Regions from separate parts of the Hordeum vulgare genome. Here region 1 is linked to region 2. Evidence: chromatin contacts called from public Hi-C data. All regions are on one chromosome and are shown on one strand. The core of a region is the stretch at or near the end of the contact, and the rest is flanking DNA. Distances in the headings are between cores, read along the strand shown.

Evidence for each region. Hi-C and Micro-C count contacts between places; a contact is called where the count stands out from the background.
Region 1: a Hi-C map of leaf shows a contact between it and region 2, with 2.8 times the contacts expected there. The contact joins the promoter of LOC123403636 here to the enhancer-like site in region 2. A contact is called at or near these places in 3 of 6 Hi-C or Micro-C datasets (leaf and seedling).

The regions. Positions count from the first base shown.
Region 1 is chr6H:494,069,944-494,076,474 of MorexV3_pseudomolecules_assembly, reverse strand. It overlaps LOC123403636, which reads left to right and starts at 1,502. Exons shown (of 3, transcript XM_045097558.1): 1 at 1,502-2,062.
Region 2 is chr6H:493,676,754-493,683,688 of MorexV3_pseudomolecules_assembly, reverse strand. No RefSeq gene overlaps it. Among protein-coding and RNA genes, the nearest start is that of LOC123403216, 15 kb to the right of the region's middle. Within about 2 kb of position 5,203, at least 2 of the 3 cell types and tissues checked have open chromatin away from gene starts, as enhancers often do. A contact at or near this core is called in leaf, where this site is marked.

The sequences.
Region 1 (6,531 bases), core at 253-2,752, 400 kb before region 2:
GGTGATTACCGTAGTATGAGGACTTCATGTATTCACTATGTGTTAATGCTTTGTTCCAGTTCTCTATTAAAATGAGGACTTAATATCACTTAGTTTCTTTATGGACCCCGCTGCCACGGAAGGGCATGACAAAAGATTTCATGCAAGTTCTTTTTCATAAGCACATATGACTATTTACAGAATACATGCCTACATTATATCGATGAACGAGAGCTAGTTCTGTGTCGCCATATGATGTGACTGTTATATGATGAATATTATCCAGCAATATCATCGATCTATTGCCTACGAGTTTTCTACATATTGTGCTTGCTAAGTTACTATTATTGCTACTACTGTTACAACTGCTACAAAACTTATATCACTGTTACCATTACTGCTGCTACTGTTATCATTACTGCTGCTACTATTACCATTGGTATCAAAACTATCATATTATTGTGCTACTGATCATTGTGATGCAGGTACTAAATCTCCAAGCGTTGTTGAATTTACAACTCAGTTGCTAATACCTGCAAATATTATTTGGCTCCCCTTGTGTCGAATCTATAAATTTGGGTTGAATACTCTACCCTCGAAAACTATCGCGATCCCATATACTTGTGGGTTATTAGTGCCCCCGCTCTGCCGGCCCGCATGCGTGCTCCGGAATCAAAGGCACGTGTCGCCCACTGCGACAGACAGCGGGCAAGGGGGAGGGACGAGGCATAACAGTCCACGCGCTGTCGGCTGTCGCTGAGGGTTGCAGGCGGTGCTCGACGAGGACGTGTAGCTCCTCGCATGGGTCTACAGCCGTCCCCTCACGGCGGTGGAGACGGACACTCGCCGTCTACGATGGAGGAACCCGAAGGTGCTCCTCCTTGCAATTGAGCAGTCGGAGTGCGAGGCGAAGGAGGCAGCAAAGGAGGCGGCTCGGGTCACCAAATTGAAGCGGCAGCAGGATAGGTCCGTCCGTCGGATGAACTGGTTAATCGTCCTCTCCGACTCGGACTCCGACAAGGGGGCGGCCACAGCTGCACCTCCTCCTTTGACGAGGAAGACCCTCCACCAGCCGTGGACGCCTACAGTTATGCCTGTGGTCGGAAGGGCAAAGGTCCGGCGAGAAAGTGGTGAATTTTCGCCGTCTCACTTGTTTAAGTTGTAGTTATTTAGTACCTAGTCCGTTGTATGTGGATTATGTGAACTTTGAGTACTTTTTACTATCCATCTAGATCTTTTGATTATTGAAATGTACATATCTTTCTTAATTTCCTAGCGTGTGAGCTAATATGAATACACGATATCTGATATGAAAAGTATAGATATAAAAAACATAATTTAAGACATGTTCGGTCAATGAACGGGGATGTAATTGTGAGCGTTTGAGGGACTGGATCGCTAGCCGTACATGTAGATGCTTTAAACTGACCCGGAGGGATCATTGAGTATTGACTTAAGCCGGTCGCTGCTCAATGCCTGGCTGTCTGAAAGCGAGGTCGCAAGTGGGCGCTATGGAGTCCAGCTAGCACCGCTCGTCATCACGTACGGTATCGACCTCTCCATATCCACCCCAAGTCCAATCAGCGGCTTCATTAGTTAGTACTACTACCCCATACTAATCACCGGTTGCTTCCTCCAATCCAGCTGATCTGCCTTGCCTGCCTACTCCACTGATTAGTTAAAGCCAATGAATGGCTTTCCCTTAGCATTCCTCCGAGGGTAGTATAAGTGCCCGCGGTCGTCGTCGTCGTCGTCGTCCCAATCCCCTCTCTTCTCTATCGCTTACTAGCAGCTCTCTTCTTGCTCTTCGCTAGCTAGCTCCATCCAGCTCGTTGTCTTCTCCCCCTTGGATCGACTCGGCCTTCGGCGGCCATGAATTGCGCCGGGGTCACCGATGGGTTGCCTGCAGGCGAGCCGGGTACCGGCGTCGTCGGCCAGCCACGGAGGAGGAGCTGCATGTAGCCTGGCTGAGCTATAGTGCTCAGTCGATCTGCTGCTGAGCTATAGTGCTCGATCGATCTGCTGCTTCTTGGGGGCGAGCAAGAAGAATAGCCGAGGCTTGGGAGCCAGCTCTCAAGGACAGGTGCAGCTCGATTTCTTGCTTAATTTCAGAGCGATTTTGTGTCAGTTACTATTACTCTATTGGTTACTTTCTGTGGTTCCGATTTGTGCTTTGGATGTGAGCTGGATATGTCGGGGATCTGGGATTGGGCTTATTTATTAATTTTCGTCTAGATATGATCACCGTGGAACAAGAGAATGAATAAAAATCAAAGGTTGGAAAAGAAAAGAAGAGGCCCCAATCCCTAGTAGCATATCACAGTTCGTAGTAGTAGTACCAACTCGTCCTCTCTTTCTCTCTCTCTTTCCTTTCCCCTCCATTTTTGTCCTTTATAAAAAAAAGTTGGACTTTGCTTTGCCTTAAAGCATCTTCAACAGCCCCGTAACCGTTTCATGTCTTTAGAAAAAGTTTGACGGGTCGAAATAAGGGTTTTTAGCGTGCCGAAGAGCGCTGACTCCAGCGATCGTTGCAAAAAATAACACACATGAGCCGTTTCAACAGACGTGCTAAACAACAGCGCGCGAGCCACTTCAGCACGCTTGTTAAACTACAATGCACGAGCAGCCACTCGTAATATATTCATTTTTGATAATATGGTGATATTTTAAATATCAAAACAAGACATAGCATAGCTTAAAATAACCAACCAAGTTCATCATGACATAAAAGTTCGAAATCATGCCACATCACATCATCATCTAACCATGTTCAAAATCATCCAACCAAATTCATAACATAAAAGTTCACACAAACAAATGGCACATCAACAATCATGCCGCATCCTCCTCATGAAGGCGGCGACGTCGGCGGCTCAGATGAAGGCGGCGCCCTCAGATTGCACCAGCCTCATGTGGAGGAGTTGGTCATTGAGCCGGCGCGGGTGGCGGGGGCCTGGGTGCTCGATCGTCTTGAACCGACAGATGGTCCAAGCCTCCGCGAGCACCCAGGCCAGCGTCGTCTCGCTCTGTTGAAGTGTATATAGGGATTGCCTAGCCCTTTTCATCCGTTTGGACTTTTGTTTGCGTTGGCTAATGCATGAAGCATAATATGGTATCAGAGCCTAAGATCTTGAGTTCAACTCCTGGCTTTCGCAGTTTATTCAAAAATTACTGCCACCCCCTATGTGTCCATGTATAGGCCTCTTGAGCCATTGGCTAGTAATGAAGTTTAACACACTCCTCAAAAATGTCGTCGCGTGCATTGCATTATGCTGCTCGTGGCACGCCACCTTGCAGAGGCATTTGTTGGTTGCGAAGGAGGATGCGCCCCCGCTCTGGCACCTTGAGGGTAGTATTCCACGCGCGGGTGTGGCTTTGATGGCAATGAAGACTGCTCCTCCTTCACGGCGAACAACCGCCCCCGACTGTGCAGCAAGCATCTGTGGGAGGGTGGCTCCTCCTTCAAAGGTGGGGAGTCTAGCCCCTCCTTCATGCGGCGTCCGATTTGGACGTCTTGGTTTCATGGAGGAGACGAGAACGCATCACTACGATCGGTCAATGACTATTGGAGTGCAATCTCCATATGTCGCGCGGACTCGTCGTCAGTCGCAGTAGCAACAATGAGCAGGGGTGCCGTCTTCACATCCTCGTTGTCCGAAGAGATCAGCTCTGACTTGACTTTGGAGACTTTGTGTGTGATGAGCGGCCCGGATACCATGGGCAACGACGCCAACTCGATCCGAAGCTCCTCGTGATTCGAAGCCGCTCGTCGGCCACCAGCAAGAGGCGTCCGACGTCTTACCCTCGTGGCGGCCGGTGGTGGAGGTGTGGTGGGTTGCGATGGGTTGGAGAGGAAAAGGATAGGGAAACGTTTTCCGCCAGCGCGTCGGCCGAACGTTCGGCCGGACACACGCGATCCGTGCGATCTCCTCTCATCCTGCGATCTCCTCTCATCCTGGTGGAACGATCCTCGCGCGTGGTGGGGCACATGGTCAAGGGAGGCCACCATCTGCGCTCCCCTGCGCTGCTGCCACCAATATCGCCGGTCCCGGCCCCCGTTGGTCGCCTGCATCACCAGTTCCCGCTCCCGTCGGCCACCCGCATCGTCGGATCCAGCATCCGCACATCGTCCTCGTCGCCTGTCGCCATGGCCGGGCTGCACGTGTACAAGTGTTGCAAACGACACCCAAAATTGCTGCAACGGCTATTTGAAAAAGCTTCAAACCCAGATGAAAAAGCTTCAACCACGCATATAAAAAGCTGAAAGCGGTCATTGCCATGGCGAAATGCTACAACCTGTTGACATAAAATGTTACAATCGTTGATGAAAAAGTTGCAATCAGACATATAAAAAGCTGCAAGCGATCATTGACATGGCAGAATGTTATAACTGTTGATGAAAAAAGCTGCAACGGACGGCCTACAACGTGCTCTCTTTTGTTGGCTCTACAAGGACGGCCAACAAGGTGCTCTCGTTTGTTGGCTCTACAAGGACGGCGACCGACGGCGAGGACATCCGGCAAGAGGGGGCGACGGGAGAAGAACCCCTCGACCGCCGGGGGGAAGGGGGAGAGGGAAGGGGTGGAGAACGCTGCTGCATGTTGGACGAGGATGGCTGGCGAGGCGCTTACGTTCGTGGCTTGAAGTTGAGGACGAGAGAAGAGATCTGACGATCAAAAGATCCCGATCTGATGACTTGTATTTGTGGCCTAGCGACTTTAATAGTCGGGGCAAGCGGGTCGGCGAGTAGGACTAGGTTTCTCAGTAGCCGGACAGTGGGAATGTGGGTGGCGTTTATGTGTCAAGGTTGAGTGAATGCATGGTGTGAGGGTTTTAGAGCAACCGCGACAGGAGAGGGGTTTCCCGGTTCGCCCGATTTATCACAGTCTAGCCCAATCTCCCCTGTTTGATGCTGGTTTGTGGGATTTTGAACGTCGGGACCGGTCCAGACAGTTTGGTCAACCGCGTTGAATGGCTAAAAGTTATCAGGCCGTTGTATTCGGACTTTTGCAGTCTCGATTTGGTGAGAGTAAGAACCGGCTACAAAGATCAATTTCCGTTATCAGTTTGGTCTCTTTTTTTTTAACAATCAATTGGGTAGGAAGATCAATTGGCACGACTATTTTTTTTTATTTTTAGAAAAGGAGCCCACAACTATAAAATTGATAATCAATTGGGTAGGAAGATCAATTTTATAGTTGTGCCAATTGAGCACTTGAATCTAACATTTTGCCGTTTTTTGAGTTTGTGTTAGCATGAAAGCAGTCTACTCTTTTTGTGATCTGTGACCCAAGTTCATTGTGTTATCACCAGGTTCATAGTGCTCCATCCATGGTAATGCCAAATAAGTCGTGTTCTCTCCTAATTACATTATAAACTGGCGCTTTATCAAAAAAACGTTATAAACTGGGCGTTGTATCATAATTTGGTGATTTTTATGGTAACATTGTTTTTATTTTCTATGTTCATTTATGCAAACAATGAGTCAGTACAGTATGCCAGTATTTTTGTCTGTACGATAACGTTCCAACTGTAAGGTAGCTATAAAGTATGACCTCTCGTGCCATTGATTTCCTTTCCCCATTCTGCTCTTTCTTCATATTTTGTAGTCAAAATAGTAGTACGTATTAGATTCAAAGTTAGGCGATGAAGACTAAAAAAAATGAGGTGCGACTTATATTTCGAAAATGAGGGAGTGGCATATTAATACTAAAGTTATGCGTGCATAGTAATGATATTTGCGAATTTTGAAATTTTTTTTAACATGCAAATGTAGATGCTCATACATACACACATACACCCACCTTTATGCAAGCAAATTCTATCCCCATGAGCATTTTCAAAAGACTGAGTTGACACATATGTTAAAATTGACAAAGTTGTCATAGAGGTCTTATAGTCAATACAGACAATTATATGAAATAGAGGGGGTACACTCTTAAAAAGTTTGATGATATTTGGACTATATAGTGGCATGCGTACTAGCATTATCATCTGCATTATCATCAGCGATGCAAAATTGTATAAAAAAAAAGCAATTCAAAATTGTTAAATCATTTGCATATTTGTTGCTTATTTCATTCTCTGATGTGTTACGTTGATACTCTCTTCATTTTTGTATACAAGCCTACAAACTTATGTTATAGTTATCAAGATAAAAATTAATGTCCATCAAGTTAATAATCTCACTCTCGCATGCATGCAAGGGATAATTAATGCCCTCTTTTGTTACTGTAGTATTATGAGGCAAACATCGTCGATTAGTGTTAATGATCTTGTAATTTTGCAAATTGTATTTTGATAAGAGCAATGCTACATCTACGTAAATGTTTACGTACGTTTATGTGATAGTCTGATTTAGCAATAACTGATTGGATTAAGAAAAGGATGAGGCCCACCCACCCCTGAAAATCAGGGGGGACATGTTTAGATTAGTTGGAAGGTTTAGTAAACTTATGTAGGCTTTAGTAGGTTTAGGATTTTCGTTTTGATAAGAGCAATGCTACATCTACGTAAATATTCACGTACGTTTACGTGATAGTCTGACTTGAC
Region 2 (6,935 bases), core at 3,954-6,453:
ATTCTGAATCGGATCGGAGCTCCATTGCTAGGATCGTGAATCATAGAATCATAACTATCAAGATCGTAGAAACTTAGATTCTATGGGCAAAAACTTAGAATCGGAGGGGTAGTTTGGATCGTGAGATCGTAAGATTCTAAGACTTGATCATGATTCTAACAACTTTGCTTGCTAGTTACAAGATCAAATTGCAAGATACGGTACGACTTGATAGGTAGATAGAATAAAATAAATGGTGCATCAAAGAGTAGCAGTTTTGATCAAGTTTTCATTAATAGAGAATCGACCAAGGGCCATAGGTCCAATGGTAGTATCTCTGATGAGCATAACATTGTAGTGTGGTGAAAAAATTACAATCGGGCAGCGATTAAATTGCAAATTATATTTATGACTCTGATCATTCAAGGTATAATCTAATATAGGCATTTCATTTGTGATATGTAGAACATTATCCAACTACAACTACAACTAATACTCCACCCATGTGATAGAGGCGAAGGTGTCTCGATGTTTCGATGAGAGGTAGCTATCGTTCTGACTGGAAGTCGGCTTTGACGATCCGACTACAAACATACAAAAATGTCGCGCCTTAGCAATCGTTAAACCAACTCTTAGGGGTTATTGAACATACCGAAGCACGATCAACCCGACCACGAGGGTCTATTTCCTGCATGGAAATAAAGAATAGGCAAGAATATGAGATTGCAATATGAATATTGTGTATTTAAGAGCAAATCTTTGGTGAAGTCTTGGTCTAGTCATTGAACACAAACGAAGGACGCGATTTGCAACCATAGAGAACTTTAATCTAAACAAAACTCAAGTTTAAACGATGCCTTAAGGGTTGTATTTATAGGGGGTCTAGTCATTGAACACAAACACAGGACGCGATTTGCAACCATAGAGAACTTTAGTCTAAACAAAACTCAAGTCTAAACGGTGCCTTAAGGGTTTTATTTATAGGGGAAAATAGAAGGGATTTCTTCCACCCTTGGCAAGGTGGGATTAAAACACCCCCTGAGTCGTTTGTCTAGGATCATGCACCCGAAAGCAAAAAAAATCAACCTACGCAGCAGCCCAGGACCACTATGAAGATGCATACAAATGTTTGATATCGTCGCTATCAACTCGTAGCACATCGAAAGCAGAGTTGGCAAAGATCGTTGGTGCAGATCCTCGTAGCTAGGATTTTTTTAACCTACCAACCGCAAGAATGGTCTCCCTCGGACAGCCCTTCGGGAGGCTCTTGAACGGAACCATGGACAATCCCTCAGACAGCCCTTCGGGAGGTGTTCAGACAGAATTCGGAAAAAATTACAGACAATCCCTCGAACAACCCTTCGGGAGGCTTTCAAACAGAACCTCGGCTTGTTTCTCAAAATAAGATCAAAACTATTACCTGATGAGGACATGGCTACCTTGGATACGACCAAAAATATTTCATATTTACATATTTGTGAGGTGATTTCTTATAATAATAATGCAATAATTTATTTATGTTATCTGAAATAAAAATACTTCACCTATTTTTACTCCATGCGTAAATGCAGAATTGTTGAACGCTTGCACGAACCACGTGTGAAGATAAAGAAAGAGGGAATGATTAAGTTTTGTTCAAGAAGTCCTCTCACATCAAAGTAAATGATTATGTGTTGTTCAAGAAGTTCTCTCGCGTCACTTTTAGTTCAAGAGAAGATAAAGTCCAAGTCTCTCACGTTTTGGACTCCGATTCGGACTGCGCAGACATACGTATCTCAAAACGTCAACAACTTTTTCATATGGACTCCGAATTGGATGATTCTTTTTTGTTGGAAAGTAGATTTTATGTACATTCCAGCCCAATTGTAATCACCTCAAAATTCCTTGGGAGAAGGGAGATATTGACGAAACAATATGGTGTTGCAGTAGAATCCGAGTCAAACTACAAGTCCAAAGGTGTTGCATCACCTCCACTTCGGCCCATAGGCCTTGTACGGCCTAGGGTTAGTTTCAGTCTGCCTTGGGGCATCATCCCACCTCCTTGGCCACCACCCTTGCTCCTATATAAGTAGATCAACCTGGTAGCTTTTTGTTGGGGATTTCTTTAGTTAAAAGTTAGTCATTGCACCTTCGTGTACTTCGTTTGTGTCCAATGACCAGACCAAGACTGTTTTCGGATCCCCAACCTTATCAATACTTCATATATATTCGCAATATTCAGATTGCTTTTATCATATTCTTTCTTGCTCTTTGATTGCTTGTAGGAAGACACCTTTGTGGTAAGGTTGATTGTGCTCCCGCGTGGGCAATAACCTCTTGGAGTTGGTTTAGCGATTGCTAAGGCGCAACGTCGTGCACGTTTGTAGTTGGATCGTCAAAGTCGTCTACACCAAGTCGATAGCCACCATCTCATCGAAATATCGGGACACCCTCGCCTCTATCATTACCTCTCTAACTGGTTGCACCCATCTGGTCTTAACTATCCACCACGACTTCATCGTCCAAAACTAGTCTGTACCGAAGAATACACAACCTTTTGGCATGCGAAACTATTTCCTCAAAGGACAGATAGAAAGCCAGATCATAGCATGGCATGTGTTGAGAGAGAACTAGTGTAGAATGGAGAGCTCTATCCACCTCTATTTATAGTGGAGGGAAAGGGGAAGAGGCCACGGGACAATACCCAAAAAAACTTGGCATGTTTTCACCATAAAGCCACAAAAGGGGGAGGGCAAATGGAGATCCATGGAGGAGCTTCTACTTGGGACAACCACCATGTGTGGGGACCCCCAAAGGGGGGTCCTACCTACCCATGACATCACCATTGACTTTGGGGCAAGTCCCGAAAGGTGGCTTTCCAAAAAGCCACCAAAAGGGGGTTGCACCCTAATAGTGTTCCACTATTCATTACAATTTCTCATGAAGTATTTTTGAGCATTTGTTTAATCTAAAAAATTCCAAGCGATATAGAACATTTCTAGCACCTCCTAAAATAAATCTAGGTGTTTTCTGGAACATTTGCCATATGAGGTTTTATCTTCAAAGCATTTATGTTTTCTCTCTCAAAACTTTTCTGGCAACAATTTGTTAGACTCCATGTCTATTACTTAGCAGATATATGACCCTTAAGTGTGTGACCCTCTAGGGTTCGCTGAAGTATATGCATGACCGGAACTCTTTTAATCAATGGTCAATAGTGGAACCATAGACATCCATATTTATCCCAATACTCACACGAATGAATATTCGAGTGAACCTGTAATTACCAAATGTTGTCTTTGTCGCTTCAGGATATGTTAAAAATACCTAAGGTGAAATTTAATGGCATTCTCGTGGATCAAAAACTTGTTCACTATGCGAGTTTCCTTGTTACCGTTTTTCCCTTTTTCTCGTTCACATGTTCCGGCATCCCCATTATCAAATCACATTGTGTGTGGCGAGATGATGACGGATACTTTAATAGAGACCCAAAGAATATCTCTCCATTGCGGGAGGAGCAAAACCCAATCTTGAGTTATCAAGTCCCTTGTCATACCTTTCCAAAATCCCGAAAGTTGTCTTAATAACCACCCTATAACAGATGACGTTTAACTAACTCCAAAGTTCATGAAGTAAGCACGAAGCAATTTGATACTCTCATGGTCTAAGAAATTATGCAAACGCTAACTTTCTCTATGTTATAAAACCATTAACTCGTGATGAATGTATCTCGTAGCATGACATCAATTGGGTCAATTCAATACAAGGTCATTCTAACATTGTGTCCTCAAAATTGTCGGCATAGTCATGCCCATGATCAATAAAATGTGACCATTATGCAACACTTGAGTTAGTCTTAGAGGAAATACTAGGAGTACATTTTACCGCTTATTAGTCCATACGTGCATATAGGTTTCCCTTTGAGATTTTATGGATATAGAAGCTCAAGGACCATTTCAGTTATAGCATGAAATATAAACATAATTACAAACCTCGAGATAAATAACAAGTGATATCATTCCCTCTAGGGGATATATCCTAAATTTTACCCTATAATGCGGACTCTACAAACAACCTAATAAGAGTTTATCAAAATTACATGGGCATGACCAAAAAAAGGTGGTGCAACACCTATAATAAATTACACATGAAATTTATGAAAGGGCATCATAGGGTATCAAAGTGTTGAAAACCTGTTCTTATTCCCTTCATAAATTTTGTCCATAGGAGCATGGGACTGCCCTTGGTTGCGCTCACATGCCCGTATGGAGGCCTTGTGGCTCCTCTCTTTTGGCTTTGTTACATTTTGGACTCTTTTCATGGAGAAAAAAATCACATTAAATGTCCGTGTTATTTTGGCCCTCGTCGATATTTATTACTCGAAAACTAGAGAGCAAGCACAAAATAGCAACTCACGCACGACACTAAGTTAATAAGTTAGTATAAAAAATTAATATATATTGCTATCAAAAGTATACAAACATGATATTATAATAACATAAAATAATAAAAAATATAGATACAATTGAGATGTATCAATAGGCCACTAGTGTTTACGTGCCTCGCTCTACGTCTCCTCAAGTATTAGGTTTGCCCGATGGACCGTTTCATCAATGGGCCATTCATCGTTGACTTTTTAAAACTACCACGTAGTTTCATTGCGTAAATTTGAAGAAAAAACATATTTGAAATGGTTCATAAATTCAAAAAAAAGATTGTTAATTTGTATAAGTTTGTGGTTTTAAAAAAGTTCGCAAAATATGAGGGAAAATCATATTTCTTTAAAAAAATTGCCATTTTCAAAAAATTGCAAAAACGAAAATGTTCACTCATTTGAAAAAAAACTAGATTTTGTTGAAAAAAAGGTTACAAACTTAATTAAAACTTAAAAAGTTAAAAAAAATATCATGATTTTGATAAAAAAAAAACAAATTTGAATGGTTTCATGCATTTAAATAAGATGAACCGAAGAAATAGACACACAAAACCGAAGAAATAGTCGGAAAAACCCCGGAGGAACGAAGGTTCCCTCCTAGAAGGTAAAACTGTGGTAGGTTGAGGCTTGTTTAGGCCTGTTATGCATGGAGCGGAACTGTGCATAAGCAAAAAACTACCAATAGGCTTTTAACTAATGCGCTACGCGCAACATAGGAATTGGCATAAGAGGGCATGAAGCACGGTTATCACAAATGAATGAAGGCGCAACATACGAAGCTGGATGTAAGCGTCCGTTGGAAAATTCTATAGGACGCACATTACGCCAAGATGCCGGGGCTTCGCACGGGATGAAGGAGCGACGCGATCTGGAGCGACCCATTACGGGTTGCGGGGATCCCGGTTTTGGGAACCTTTTAGACTTTCTCAACCTGTTTTTTTTTCGGTTTTGGGAAATTTTTAAAGGTTCCCTGAACCGATTTTCTTTTTTTGTCGTTTTCCTTTTTCTTCATTTTTTTCTGTTTCTGTTTCAAAAATGTTCTGGATTTTTAAAAAATATTCTGGATTTTCCAAATATGTTGGGATTTTCCAAAGTTGTTCATCAATTTCGGAAAATGTTTTTGTTTTTTAAATATTTATCTGTATTATTAAAAAATCTATTGGGTTTTCAAAAAATGTTCTTTAAATCCGGAAAATGTTTCTGCTTTCTTTAAAAAAAATGTTTTGGATTTCCAAAAATTGTATTGTATTTTCCAAAATTGCTTTCCAAATTCTGAAAATGATTTTGCTTTTTACAATAATGTTTTGGATTTTAATAAAATGTACTGGGTTTTCAAAAAAAGTTCTTTAAATTCGGAAAATGTTTCTTCTACTTTTTGAAAACATGTTCTGGATTTTCAAAAAATCTTATAGATATTTAAAAAATGTTTGGGGTTTTCAAAAAATGTTCATAAATTCTAAAAATGTTTGTGCTTTCTAGAAAAGTGTTCTAGATTTTCGAAAAAATGTTCTGCTATTTCAAAAAAAAATGTGCATTTTATAAAAATGTTCTTTTTCATCGAAGTTTGTTCTCGAAATTCAATAAATGTTTTTATTTTCAAAAATTGTTTGAGTTTATGAATTTGTTCAGGATTTTTCAATTTTGTTCTCACTCTAAAAATTTGTTCTCGAAATTTAAAAAATGTTCATGCTTTTAAAAACTTGTTCACACTTCCAAATTTGTTCGGGGTTTTCAAAATCTCTCTGTTTCATAATCTTGCCCTTCAAATTCAAAAATGTTAGTGATTTAAAAATTTGTTCGTGGTCCCAAATTTGTTCAATATTTTTCAAAGTTGTTCTTGGTTTGAAAATTTGTTCTCATGATTCAAAAAATGTTTGTCCTTTAAAAAATAGTTCACGTTTGCAAATTCATTTCCAGTTTTAAAAAATGATTATGTTTTCAAAAAATATTTTAATAAAGTGAACTTTTGTTCATTTTAATAAAAAAAGAAAACCGGAGCTACAGTTGTTGCGCGTCGGTTCGCAGTGCAAGCGCTCCCACTCAACACTTAGCGGGCCGGCCCTAGAACCTGCTCGAACAGCAAAACACAAAGGAAAAAAGTTGGGGAGCAACTAGTTAGCGAGCCCTCCCACGGGAGCCTCCCAGCGATTGCTCCCGCGCGCCGCCACTTGGCACGTTTCCAACTGCCGCCACGTGTTGTGCTCTAAACGTTTCTTTCGGATTTTGTTTTTTTTTGTCGCACGCGTCTTCGCCTTTCTTGAGTGGTTTTTTTCTGAATTTTTTTGTGTTACGGTTGAATTTTATTTTGCGAATAAACACGTATTCTATTTTTTTCAAGAGGTACGGTTTTGCTTCCGCGAGAGACACATGGTTTTGCCTTCGCGAGAGGCACGGTCATGCCTCTCGGAAAAGAAAAAAACAAATTTTCTATTTTTTATGACAAACAGAGTTTTGCTTTCGTGAAAGACACGATTTTGCCTTCGCGAAAGGCACGCCCGTGCCTCTCCGGAAAGTGAAAAAATGTGTTTTATGTTTTTTTTGC